Regions from separate parts of the Mus musculus genome. Here region 1 is linked to region 2. The links are chromatin contacts, called in public Hi-C maps. All regions are on one chromosome and are shown on one strand. Each heading gives the region's core, a stretch centred on a gene start, on an enhancer-like site or on the middle of the called end of the contact. The rest is flanking DNA. Distances are from core to core; before and after follow the strand shown. Region 1 overlaps Pdlim1 (PDZ and LIM domain 1 (elfin)). Region 2 holds the start of Cyp2c70 (cytochrome P450, family 2, subfamily c, polypeptide 70).

Region 1 (6,807 bases), core at 3,721-6,220, 38 kb after region 2:
GCTAATACCCACTTATCACTGAGTACATACCACTTGCATTCTTTTGTATCTGTGTTCTGCCTCCCCATGACTTAACTGTACAATAAAATGGCCAAGAATTCAGTGCTCACTTAGTTTTAGTCTTGTCAACTTGACACAAACTAGTTTTATATGAGAGAACCACAATTGAGATTCTACCTCCATAAAATAGCCTGCTTTAGTATTTAATGCACTTTCTTATTTTTATCTTTTGGCTGTTAATTCATTTTATTAATTATTGATTGATGTAGAAGGCCCAGACCTTAGGGGTAGTGCCACCCCTGACTCACGGTCCTCGGTGCTATAAGAAAGCAGGCTGAACAAACCACAGCAAGCAAGCCTATAAGTAGCATTCTTCCCTGACCTCCACACCAGCTCCTGCCTCCAGGTATCTACCTTGTTTAAGTTCCTGCCCTGACTCCCTTCCATGAAGAACTGTGTGGTGGTTTGCCGTGCGTGTCTGTGTCTCTCTTGGAGTCAGGCCTGTTAAACACCAGGCTGGCCTGGAGGAAGGGAAGCTTAGCTGGTGGATCAGGATGGATGCAGGCAGGATCTTGACCAGCGGTCACTAACGTTCACGCACATAGGATAAACAAAACAAAACAAACAAAACCGCTTGCCCTGATGATGCAGCATAATGGAAAAAGGAAAAAGGGGGAAAAAAAAAAAAACAGGCTGCTCGTCAGGAGCTTTGCCCTTTTGGAATACAACCAAGAACAAGCAACAGGAACAAAGAACACACTTCCAGGAACAGCTTTTGAGAACTGGTTTAGTTTATTGCAGGGAAATGGCTATTTAAACCTTTGTGGGGGATGAGTAGGGGCTTTAGGGAGAATGTACATCATTGGCCAGGTGCTGGGGATGCCTCATTTGCATAAGGGAGCATTCCAGGTGCTGCTGAATATGGCCTACCACCCACATCTGAGCTCTCTGCCACTTGTGGTCTTGCTTCTGAGATAGCACGCCTACGCAGTCTGGAAAAGAATGGTAGAAGCATACTCTAAGACGAACTGGAGGAGCTACCTACCTGTTATTTGGGAAATGTGGTGATGAAAATTAGAATGGCCCCCACCAGCTCGCTTGTTTCACTATTCCAAACTTAGTAGAACTGTTTTGAGAAAGATAAGTAGATACGGTCTTGTTGGAAGAAGTGTGTCACTGTGAACAGGCTTTGAGGTCTCAAAAGACTCACACCATCTACAGTGTGTCTGTCTGTCTTTCTGTCTCGTGCATGTGGACTAAGACACAAGCTCTTAGTTTGTTCCTTCACTCCGCCATCATGGGCTCTCAGCACCTGAAACTGTAAGCTAAGTTAAATGCTTTCTTCTATAAGTTGCCTGAGTCATGGTGTTTTCTCACCGTAATAGAAAAGTTTCTAAAACAGGAAGTTTTATTCCCTCAAACTCCAAGACAATTTCTCTAAAACAGAACCAAACAAGATATAATAGGGCGGTGGTCTGAATGACAGTGCCCCCCCACACACACACAGGCAGTGAACACTTGGTCCCCAGTTGGTGGTGCTACGCCACTTGCTGTCATGCCTCTCTACCAAGACTGTAAGCCCAAATGAACTAGTTCTTCTATAAGTTGCCTTCATCATGTTTTACCACAGCAACAGAAAAATAACTAAGAATATTTGCTGTTCTCAATGATGCTTACAGCAAGTCACAAAGATGAAAAGAAACACAGCTTGTTCATAGTAGCTTTCTCATGCCTGGGAAAAGCCTTACATCTCTCACAACTTTAGAAACCAAACCTAATAGAGACTCCATATTTCATGAAACAAGACATAGAACACAGGCAGAGTCAACTAAGAGGTCACACATTGCTTTAAAGTCTAAATTTATTAAGTAAAACCAAGTAACATCAGAGATACTACATTTGGCTTAGTTCCAATGGACCAATGTCCATTTGCAGCAGAGAAGACTCCAAGTGAAGAAGGTGCATTGAGGTGTGGGTGAAGGGACAGGGACAAAACCATCTCCCAATAATATAAAAGCAGATGTCACCCTGCCAGTGGGAGTCAGTCAGCCCAGACGAAACCCAATGTTTATTGCGCATGACTAACACTAAGTAAGCACAGGACTGTCAGGGAGGAGAGAGCCAGAATATTCCGAGAACCAGGTGCAGCAGGCTGGCTGGAGGGCAGTAGACAGGGCAGGTCCTCTCCATCACTCGCGGAACACTGTGACCACATCGTAGCCCTCAGGCGGAGTGACCCGCTCCCGGGCATGCTTTTCACAGTAGATCTGATCCTCTACAAAGAAATGGCCCTTCTGTTTCAGGTTGATGCCACAGTCGGTGCACACATAGCATTCAGGGTGGCGATGGTGATCCCTCAGCTTCACAAACACACCACTGCAGGAGAAAGGAAGAATGGGTCTCCATTAGTCACACCAGGGCTCTGTACTGTTCTTTCTGAGGTGAGGTCTGGGGTTTCTTCAGAGGCCCTACAGCAGGCCTCTGGATTGTGAATGGGAAGACTCGTCATTCTAAAAGCCTCTATCATGTCAAGATAAAAGTTCTGATCGTATTCTGATCGATTTGTTGACTTTACCCCCAAGCTACGCAACACCCAGCAACTCCCACACTTTCATGGTTTGTCCACTCTCTAACACCAGCGAAGCCAATACTCACACAATACCAGTTCCACATTTGTCACAGATGGGCAGCTTCTGAGCATTTCCAACAGATGCAGCCACTTTGGTGACTGGAGCTTTAACACTTCTAAATCCTGATGGCTTGTTGGGATCCCCTAAAGGGAGAAAAAACACACCAGGTTAGCCAGGAAGTAAAGAATGAAGTCAGTATTACTGGGCTCTCTCAGAACCACCTGTGTATATCTGTATGTTCAAGTCAAGACACTGCTATCAGGATCTGCAAGACTGGGCAAGTTCCTTGGCATTTTGCAGTCTTGTTTGTTTGTTTTTGGTTTTGTTTTTCACAGGGTTTCTCTGTATAGCCCTGGCTGTCCTGAAACTCACTTTGTAGACCAGGCTGGCCTCGAACTCAGAAACCCTCCTGCCTCTGCCTCCCAAGTGCTGGGATTAAAGGCATGTGCCACCACCGCCCAGCTTTGCAGTCTTCCAGTTTCCATTTTTTTAAAATTAGGAAATCTTTTTCCTCTTCATTGTTACAAAGAAAATTAAAAACAAAACAAAAATAAAAAAAAACAAAGTGTCTACAGAATCTAGCTTTGTGATTAGCGCTCATAACATTAAGCTCACATGTTTGCAAACACTAACATGGGCCCAGAACATCACCAGTTCTAAGGTTGGAAAATCCTGACCTTGGCCAATGGACATGAACAAACATGAGTTCTAAATATACATGCCCTAAATTACTGGGGGGGGGGGTTGTTGGTCGCATCTTCACAGAGCTTCTGTCCCATTGCCATGAGTAGCCCCTCTATAGCATGAGTCACCAGATGCTAACGCTATGTGGGAGCAAGATTGAGGTGCTGTGCTGGCTGGTAAAGAACAACCAGAGTGATCTCTCTTTGTTATCCTGACTTTCCTCAGTCCCTCCTGGCTATGTGTGATAGAGTCTCTTAGATTTCTCCCATTAATGCTTGATTCACTTTTAGTAGGACCAGATATCCATCTGACAACCCATGAGATGGGACAAGATTCAGAGACCACCTATAAATGGACTTGGGGAAGGCTCAGCTAAGCCCTTACCTTGATGGGTCCATACCCCAAAGCCCAGGAGACCTTCTTTTTGGGTTGGTTTTGAGACAGGGTTTCTCTGTGTAGCCCTGGCTGTCCTGGAACTCACTCTGTAGACCAGGCTGGCCTCGAACTCAGAAATCCTCCTGCCTCTGCCTCCCGAGTGGTGGGATTAAAGGTGTGCGCCACCACGCCCAGCCCAGGAGACCTTCTTGCTTTCTATTGGAAGAAGTCAACTTTCCCAGTTTCTGCAATTGCAGCTTTTTTTTTATATTAAGTTGACTATTTATTAAAATGTTATATCAAAATGTGTTATGCTTAAATTTTTTGTTTTTGATGGTTCAGTGTTCAAAAGCACTGGTTGCTCTTCCGGACAATCCAGATTCAAATCCTAGCGTCCTCTCAGTGACTCACAGCTCTCTGTGGCTCCAGTTCTGGGGGGTCTGATACCGTCTTCTAGAATCCTCGGGTACCATGCACACACCAAAGCATAGAAATAAATGCAGGCAAAACACCCATGCACATAAGGTTTTTAATTACAAAAAAATTACATTCACTTAGTGTGTGTGTGTGTGTGTGTGTGTGTGTGTGTGTGTGTGTTTGTGTGTGTGTGAATGCTCACGCACACAGGTAGGTATGTGCATGCCATACTGTACTGAGGGAAGAAGAGTCAAAGGACAACTTGCAGAAGTTGGTTTTCTTCTACTGCTGTGTGGGTTCTGGGGTTCAAACTCAGGTTTGGCAGCAAGCCTCTTTGCCCAATGAGCCATCTCACCATTACTGAAATGTTTGGAATTGAGCAGAAGGCCTCACACATGCTAGGAAAGTACCCTACCGAGCTGAATTAAACTCCCAGCCAATTATTGAGGTTTTTATTAATGATCCCTGTGGTGTTTGGTTGGTTGGTTGGTTGGTTGGTTGGTTGGTTGGTTGGTTGGTTGAATGACTGATTTATTTATTTATTTATTTATTTATTTATTTATTTAACGGTCTCTACTTGTCACTATGGAACTCACTATGTAGAACTCACAGAGATCTGAATGCCTCTGGCTCCCACATGCTGGGATTGAAACTAAGTGCCACCACACAATCCCCTTTAGCTTTTTATCAAAGGCAAATACTACACCTCACCCAACCTCAGCCCTACGTGAAGGCATCTCAGAAGGGGTAGAGCAAGCAGCTGCTCCAGGCGTTCTGTCTCAAGCATAGCAAACAGGCTCCCTCAGTTTATGGCTGAAGGTGCTTGGCTGCCTGTCCTGCACACGTGGACAGTGTGGGCAGGCAAACCGACTACTGGGAGAACCAACTCAGCAAAGGGTGGGCTCTCAAATATGAGCTATCCTCTTCTCATAGATCTATCAGTCAACTGGAAAACCACCAGGAAATAAGAGAAAGTGCAGAATGGTAGAAGGAGAGAAGGCAGGGAGAGATGAAATTCCTCCTTGTTAGAAGCCACATCCTTTTCTGGAACTAAAAGGCTGAAACTGGGAGCACTAGAGCTGTGCTGAGGCAGCCCTCACTCTCAAGCCTACACTGCCACCTGCTGGCTGTGGGTTGTTTTCTCTCACTTGGAAAGCCAACCCTGGAAATTGCAATTCTCTTTCTTTATTACTGGTCTCCAAACACCTAGAAATAGCCCCCAAATATCTCCTCTTCCAGGAAACCCTTCGTCCCAAGTTTCCTTTGTCTGTTTCTGAAGAGGAATGAAAATCGGCTAATTAACATGCCGCTATTTTTCTATGCATTTCATTGACCAATAGTCTTCCGTGGCTCCACCATGCCCACAGAATCAAGGTCAAGGTCCTAACAACGACAGTTCTCTAGAACCTGACTCCAGGTCATCTGAGGATCCTGGAACCCTGACAGCAGCTGGCATGGACCTAGGGATTTGCTCACTATATCCCCAGGTTCTTCATCTGAGGACACCTCCAGCCAGCACTGTTTCCTCCATGTACGATGGTTCCACACATACCTCCACTCTTTCTAGCTATCCTTCTACTGACAGATGAATGGACAAACTTAAGGTGATATAGAGAGACAATGGGATATGATTATAGCTTTAAAGGGACAGGAAGGGGAACAATGTGGTGGTTCAGAGGGTAAGCCTGAGAATAATCCCCAGGCCCCCACATGGTGGAGAACCAAATTCCAGAAATTGTCCTCTGACTTCCATATGCCCACTGTGCACATGGGCACCCCAGAAACACATACACACACACATACACACACGTGTACACACACACACACACACACACGTACACACATACACACACACACATTCAATATATAAATAAACAAATGTGATTTAAAATTTTAAGGAAAGGAGGTCTGAGGTGTGCTACAACATACATAGAGTACTGAGTTTATAAGCCCATCAAAAAAAAGGGAAATTTTTCTTTCTTTGCTCTGTATGTTTAGTATTTTGATTAGTATGTGGTAGGGGAGGGGACTTTTTTCTTTTATGTGTATTTGGCAGTTAAAACAAGATGAAGGCTTCCTTTGCCTACAAATGTTACAATGGGTCCAGAGCAAGACAACACGAGAGAAAAGCAGAGGATGACCTGAATTCATAAGGACAACCTGCTCTGATGAAATTTTCTGGGGTTTATCCCCAACACTGTTCAACCAAGCCTTGTACGTGCACCTGGCTGCACTGAGCACTACACTACGCAGACAAACTTTTCCCATAATCCCTCCAACGGCCGTGTCACAGTGTGGTTCCCCCGTGGGTTGCATATAGAGATCATAGAGACTAGCAACCTGCCCAAGGACTCATGGCTCAAGGTGGACGCTGGATGCCAGTGTTCCCACCCACAGACTTTTCTTAGAACGACGGGCATCTGCCAATCACATTGGCCCTTTCTTAACCCTGGCTAGTGACCCGGGCATTGACCTATCATTGACCTCAGGGAAAACAGGCTTCTGGACTCTCTCAAAGGGAATGTTTTTAGTCAAATAATAAACCCAGGTTACACAAGAAGGTACAGCCGGGTAACCAGGTAAATCACGGTCAATCAAACATAAGTATAGTATGATACTATATACTATATACTATATACTATATACTATATACTATATACTATATACTATATACTATATACTATATACTACATACTACATA
Region 2 (6,751 bases), core at 3,403-5,902:
TGGACCCTGAATACGAATCTGTTATAGAGATTTAGTGACTAAAATATTTTGTTGCTTTCCTTTTCTTTTTTTGTCTCTGTCACTTAACCATTATTCTTTTTTTAATTTTTTATTAGTTATTTTATTCATTTACATTTCAAATGTTATCCCCCTTCCCAGTTTCCCCTCTGAAGACCTCCTACCCCACCCCCTCCCCCCTGCTTCTTTGAGGGTGCTCTCCCACCCACCCACCCTTTCCCACCTCACTGCCCTAGCATTCCCCTGTGCTGGGGCATCAAGCATTCACAGGACCAAAGGACTCCCCTTCCACTGACGCCAGATAAGGCCATCCTCTGCTACATATGCATCTGGAGCCATGGGCCCCTCCATGGGTATTCTTTGCTAACCATTATTCTTACAAGCTGTACTATAAAGTGAATATGCCCTAGGCACAGGCTCAAACTTAATGCTTCATGGGAACAGTGTGTGTAAAATTTTGAAAATGGATTAATGACCCCTTTTTAACACCAAATTTCATTAATGATCACTTGGGGGTCAAGAGGAGGTGGGGAAGGATGAGAAAAAGGAGCCAAATTCAACAGTGGACGCTGTATCTGTACAGAAATATCACACCAAAGGCCACTAAAATCTACTAATGCACGTTAGTCAAGATTTATGCAAACATAAAGAAAATGAAGTCACATTCACATGAAAATGAAAGAAAGTATAAATCATTATTTCTAGTAAAAGAATCCAGTCTTTTAAAGACAAATACCACTTTTTTTTCTGCTATAGAGAACCTAGAGATGTATGTTTGTGTGTACATATTTTGTGTGTGATGTGTGTGTGAGCATGTCTGTGTGTGTGTGTGTGTGTGTGTGTGTGTGTGTGTGTGTGTGTGTGTGTACACTTGTGAAAGAAGAAAGCCCATGAGAGAGGAAGAAGACATCTAAGAGGAGGAGATAAAAAGAGAGGGTAATGTGTGCACAGAGAGGTGGGTGTCCTGGGGAGAGAAAGGGAATCAGTAAGAAGGACAGGAATGGAAGAGGGCAGTGGAACAGTGACAAGAGCGAAGGCTGCAAGAAAAACAAATGACATAAGGAAGTGTGTCTCATGTGCCATCTTTAGATTGTTCTGAATTTTTACAAAGTCATTCATGGACTCATAAGTACTTCTAGTTTCTCAGTTTTCTTCCTTATTTAGCTTCATTGCCACTTGCACAGTCCTGGATGCGCCCCAACAAGGAGACGTACCTAAGCCTTGGCTGGTTCTACTGAGTAACGATGAATCCGTTTTATCAGAAAACTCATCTCCCTGGTCAATCAGAGCTTCCTTCATTGCTTTGTATCCATGCAGCACCACAGTGGGCTTCATGCCCAGGTATACAGTAAACACAGGGCCATACTTTTTTGCTAGCTGAAAACAGAGCAGAGTGATCAGTGAAGGCGATATTTTCACTCATACCAAAGAGACATTTTTTATTGGATATTTTCTTTACTTACATTTCAAATGTTATCTCCTTTCTCAGTCCCCCCCCAAGCCCTCTATCTCATCTCCCCTCCCCCTGCTTCTGTGAGGTTGTTCCCTCACCCACCCACACACTCCCACCTCCTTGCCCTAGCATTCCCCTACACTGGGGCATCGAGCCTTCACAGGACCAAGGGCCTCTCCTTCTTAGAAGGGGGAACAAAATACTCACAAGAGGAAATACGGAGACAAAGTGTGGAGCAGAGACTGAAGGAAAGGCCATCCAGAGACTGCCCCACCTGGGGATCCATCCCATATACAATCACCAAACTATTGTGCATGCCAAAAAGTGCTTGCTGACAGGAGCCTGATATCTCCTGGGAAGCTCTGCCAGAGCCTGACAAATACAGAGCCAACCATTGCACAGAGCACAGGAACCCCAATGGAGGAGTTAGAGAAAGCTGAAGGGGTTTGCAGCCCCATAGGAAGAACAACAATATCAACCAACCAGACTCCCCCAGAGCTCCCAGGGACTAAACCACCAACCAAAGAGTACACATGGAGGGACTCATGGCTCCAGCCGCATATGTAGTAGAGGATGGCCTTATTGGGCATCAATGGGAGGAGAGGCCCAAAGAGACATTTTAATATTCACCCATTCACTGACTTTAAACCCAGTAGTTTAATAAAAAATGACATTTAAGCAGCCATTATCATTATGCTCTTGCCAACATTGCTATTATTACTGTTCTTCAGTGCAACAGAGGCTGATACACATTTGCTCGCATTCTACTTTTACCTTTTCCTGATAAACCTACATTTGCAACAGATTTCTCTGCCAGAATACAAGGCATTTCTCTCAGTCACCTCCACTGTACACTAATAATCATCTCCCGCCACCCCTTTTCCACGTCATCCATACACTGATGGATCTGAGTTCTGGCAGTACTGAGGATGAAGCAAGTTGGACATGTCTGCTATCCAGGCTGTACCTTCTACAGAGTTTATATCAGCTGTGTGCACAGAGCGTGGATCTGATGCCAAGCAGCCATCCATTGCTGTTGAAGGCAAGAAGAGTCAACTCCCCTGTGGCAAATCATTGCATGGTAGAGAAATAGAAAATAAGCTCAGAGAGATTTTAAAATTTGCCTCAAGCCATGAGTTAATTCAGAGCTCCCAGCCCAGGAAGAAGGAATTGTGGAGGCAGGGAGTTCCCTGGTGACTGGCTGTCTCAGGGAAAAGATAGATTTCTGGTCATTCCTTCATATTTCAGGGGATGACTGTCATGTGAATGAATGATAGAGAAGTCATTGATTCATTATCCAGAAAATTTGATAAGAACTCTCAGAACTATTGAAACCTTGGTTATGTCCTTGGCTCCAAATCATTTTATCATCTAGAAAAAATGTAGACTTGAGAATACATAAATTAATATATTTTGTAATTGAACACAGTTCTGCATGCACTGCAGTTCATCAGAGAATAACTGATGTACTGAAAGGAACCTGGGACACACTGTGAGCATGGACTCTGCTGCTCCTGACTGTCACAAATCCCATCCTGGATTCTGTGTCTTTCAGTCATACACGCATGCAATCCTGGTGTTTCCTCCACAAGAAGGGAGACAGACAAGAGAATCCCTAGAAGCTCACAGCCAGCTAGCCTGAGATACACAGCAGTAACTGACAAAGGCACTGTCTCAAATAAGGTGACAAGCAGGACAGATACCCAAGGTTGTCCTCTGACTGCCACATGCTAATTGTGGTGCATATGTGCCCACACTCAAACACATGTATCCATACACACATGTATGCATGCACATGTATGTATATTAGACACACACACACACACATAATATCCACTGGAGTTGGGCCTGCCGGTGCCTGAGTAACTAAAACAAGATAAACACTAGCATCTCTGCCTTCAGTTCGTTCCTGTCTCCTTGACCTTAGAGTGTGATTCAATTCCTATTGGATTCTGAGTGTAGACTAGGTAAGCATTCAAGGGTTTATTCTAAGAGGCTAATTTTCCTGCTTGAATATTGAAGCCATCAAGATGGGGTTCTCTTTCAAAACCTCTTTAGTTGCCCTGGAAGCCGCCAACAATGATCTTAAACCACCAGGAACAGGCAAGCTCTGTAGGCAGCTCACTCCATGAAGAAAAATACTCTAAATAAGGGGAGTCCTCTCCTGGGAACCAAAGTGCCACATCCAGAATCCCAAGGTCATCCCCTGAGCAGTTTAACAACTTCCTGGACACAGAATGAAATCAGTTTCCTCAGCACCAAGCGCACATTGTCTCCTACCCTCAAGAACCAGAAACTTCCTCAGCACTGATAAATAAGACCTTGCTGTACAAAAACCTCAAGCCATGCCTCTGTTTTTTCACCTGTAAAAAACTTCAAGACTGCCAATCCAAGAGAATCCCCTGAGTCTCTTTATCTATCTATCTATCGATCGATTGATCGATCTATGAAAGTGGCCGCTGATATTAAAATACCTTTCGTTGCTGTACTGTAAACCTGTATTCCTACACTTCTTTTAAGGCTTCTTTCCTGGCCTCTGGTAACATCTGCATCCAGTACAGGACTACATATTATTACTAAGGATGTATAATTCACTCATTAAAAAGCACTAAAGGGGAGGGAGGCTGTAGAGATGGTTCAGCGCTTAAGAGCACTGACTGTTCTTCCAGAGGTGCTGAGTTCAATTCCCAGCAACCACGTGGTGGCTTACAACCATTTGCAATGGAATATAATGCTCTCTTCTGGTGTGTCTGAAGACAGCTACAGTGTACTCATATACATAAAAATAAATAAATTATTCTCTTTTTTAAAAAAGAAGAAGAAACGAAAGGAAGGAAGGCAGGCAGGAAGGAAGGAAAGAAGGAAGGAAGGAAGGAAGGAAGGAAGGAAGGAAGGAAGGAAGGAAGGAAGGAAGGAAGGAAGGAAGGAAGGAAGGAAGGAAGGAAGGAAGGGTGGAAGGAAGTCACTGAAAGAAAACTAATCACACTTACCATGCCCATAGATTTGCTAATATTTTTAACATCTACTTGCAAAATATTTCCAACAATTGGTAAAGGAGTGGGGCCAGGTGGGAGCTTCCCTCTGCCACGGTGCTGATTCCATAGAAAAAGAAAAAGAAAACAAGAAAGCCAAATCCCCAGAAAGATGAAGAGAGCCATTGACTCACTGGGAACAAATGCACTGGAAAGCTTATGTTCCAAGGGACTATAAATGCAATTTCCGAAAGTACACAGAGTTTGGACTTTGAGTTTGACCTCTTTATCTTTAGTACACTTTGGTCTGTTTAAATAAAACTGCCCGTTTCCTAACGTTACTTTTTTCTATTATTAGCAACTGTAAAAAGGTGTTTGTCGTTACAACATGACTCTCCCTTCTTTAGAGGGCAGTATGGATACCTATTTTTTTCCTTTTATTCTTTCACCTCTCACATGCTACATTCTGACCACAGTCTCCCTTCTTTCCATGCCTCCCAGGCCTCCCCCACAACATCATCTCTCCTCTCTTCCATTTCTCTTCAGCAAAGGGCAGATCTCTCAGGGATCTTAACTAAATATGACATAACAAGATGCAGTAAGACTAGACACAAACCCTCATATAAAGGCTGGATGGGGCAACCCACTAATAGGGAAAGGATCCCAAGAGCAAGCAAAAAAAAAAAAAAAAAAATCCCTGTTCAGTCTCTGTGAGCCCCTATGACTCCTGCTTAGCTGATTCTGTAGGCCATGTTCTCCTGGTGTCCTTGGCCCCTCTTGCTCCCACAATCCTTCCTCCCTGTCTTCTTCAGAGTTTTCCTGAGTTCTGCCTAATGTTTGACTATGAGTTTTTGCATCTGTTCCCATCAGCTGCTGGAGGAAGCCTTTCTGGTAACTAGGCTGTGCACCAATCTATGAGTATAGTAGAATACCATTAGGAATCATTTCATTGACTTTTTTTCTTTTGGGGAGGAGGAGAGCAATTGTGTTTGGTTTTATCCTAAGTCTCTGGGCCATCCAGCTTCCAGTTCCTCACTATTTATACAGTGTCAGACAAGGGTTTCCACTCCTGGTGGGTCTCAAGTTGACCTATCATTAGTTGGCCACCCCCACAAGCTCTGAGATACCATTACCCCAGCAAATCTTGCAGGCAGGACAGGTTTTAGTTCAAAGATTTTGTGGCTGGGTTAGTGTCCCAGTTCCACCACTGGAAGACTCGCCTGGTTTCAGAAGATGGCCAGCTCAGGCTCTGTATTCTCCATTACGAGGAGTCCTCACAAGTGTCACCCTCATAGATTCTAGGACATTTTCACCTACTAGATTTCCTCATCACCACTCAAATGTACCCCAATTTAAGTTGTCTTTTCCCCTACTGTCTCCCTCCATTCTTCCCTCCCCCACCTGATCCCATGGATGGCTATATTTTACAGTAAAGTTAAATACTATCTGTAACTGTCCTGGTAAGAGTGAAGACATTCTAAACAGAGATGCATATGGCCCTCCCTTTGGCCATCAGATTGTTAATGCTATGATCTTATTTTCCTTGTTAGAACTCCAAGTACTATATTGAAAAGATATAGAGTGGACATTGGAATTGTTTTGAGTTTCTCTCCTTTTAATTTGGTGTTGGCTATTGGCTTGCTGTAAATTGCCTTTCTTATTTTGATGTTTTCCCCTTGTATTCCTGATCTCTCCAAGGGAGAAAATATTGTGAATGGGTATTGTATTTTGGCAAAAGATTTTTCAGCATCTAATGATCATGTGTTTTTTTCCTTTTAGTTTGTTTATATGGTAGATTACATTGACAAATTTTCATATGATGAACTCTCTCCACATTTGTGAGAGGAAACCTACTTGATCATGGTGGATGATCTTTTTAAGTGTTCTTGAAATTGGTTTGCACTATTTATTATTCTTCCATCTATATTCATAAGGGAAATTTGTCTGTAATTCTATCTTTAGTAACTCTTTGTGTGGTTTAGGTATCAGAGAGACTATGGCCTCTTAAAATAAATTAGGAAATGTTCCTTCTGTTTCTATTTTGTGGAATAATGTGAGAAGCATTGGCATTAGATCCTCTTATAAGTCTTGAAGTATTCAGTGCAAAACTGTCTGGTCTGGAGCTTCTTTAGTTTGAAAGACTTTTAATGACTGCTTCTATTTCCTTAGAAGTTATATGTCTATATAAATTGTTTATCTGATCTTGATTTAACTTTGGTAAGTAGTATCAACCAAGTAAATTATTCATTTCTTTTAGATTTTCCAATTTTGTGTAATACAGGTTTTTGAAGTGTGACCTACTGATTTT

Evidence for each region. A called contact is a pair of places that touch in the nucleus more often than the background predicts.
Region 1: a Hi-C map of liver shows a contact between it and region 2, with 4 times the contacts expected there. The contact joins the enhancer-like site here to the promoter of Cyp2c70 in region 2. A contact is called at or near these places in 4 of 39 promoter capture datasets (embryonic stem cells, liver and macrophages), 8 of 484 Hi-C or Micro-C datasets (all in liver), 3 of 115 datasets of contacts at active chromatin or transcription factors (hepatocytes and liver) and 4 of 9 other capture datasets (adipose tissue, embryonic stem cells, liver and 1 more).

Annotation. Positions count from the first base shown.
Region 1 is chr19:40,220,396-40,227,202 of GRCm38.p6, forward strand. Pdlim1 (PDZ and LIM domain 1 (elfin)) reads right to left here. Exons shown (of 7, transcript NM_016861.4): 6 at 2,656-2,773; 7 at 1,844-2,376. The coding sequence ends at 2,190. Among named protein-coding and RNA genes, the nearest start is that of Cyp2c70, 37 kb to the left of the region's middle. Within about 2 kb of position 4,971, at least 5 of the 459 cell types and tissues checked have an H3K27ac peak or open chromatin away from gene starts, as enhancers often do. A contact at or near this core is called in hepatocytes and liver, where this site is marked.
Region 2 is chr19:40,182,634-40,189,384 of GRCm38.p6, forward strand. It overlaps Cyp2c70 (cytochrome P450, family 2, subfamily c, polypeptide 70), which reads right to left and starts at 4,653. Exons shown (of 9, transcript NM_145499.2): 1 at 4,462-4,653; 2 at 1,233-1,395. The coding sequence starts at 4,629.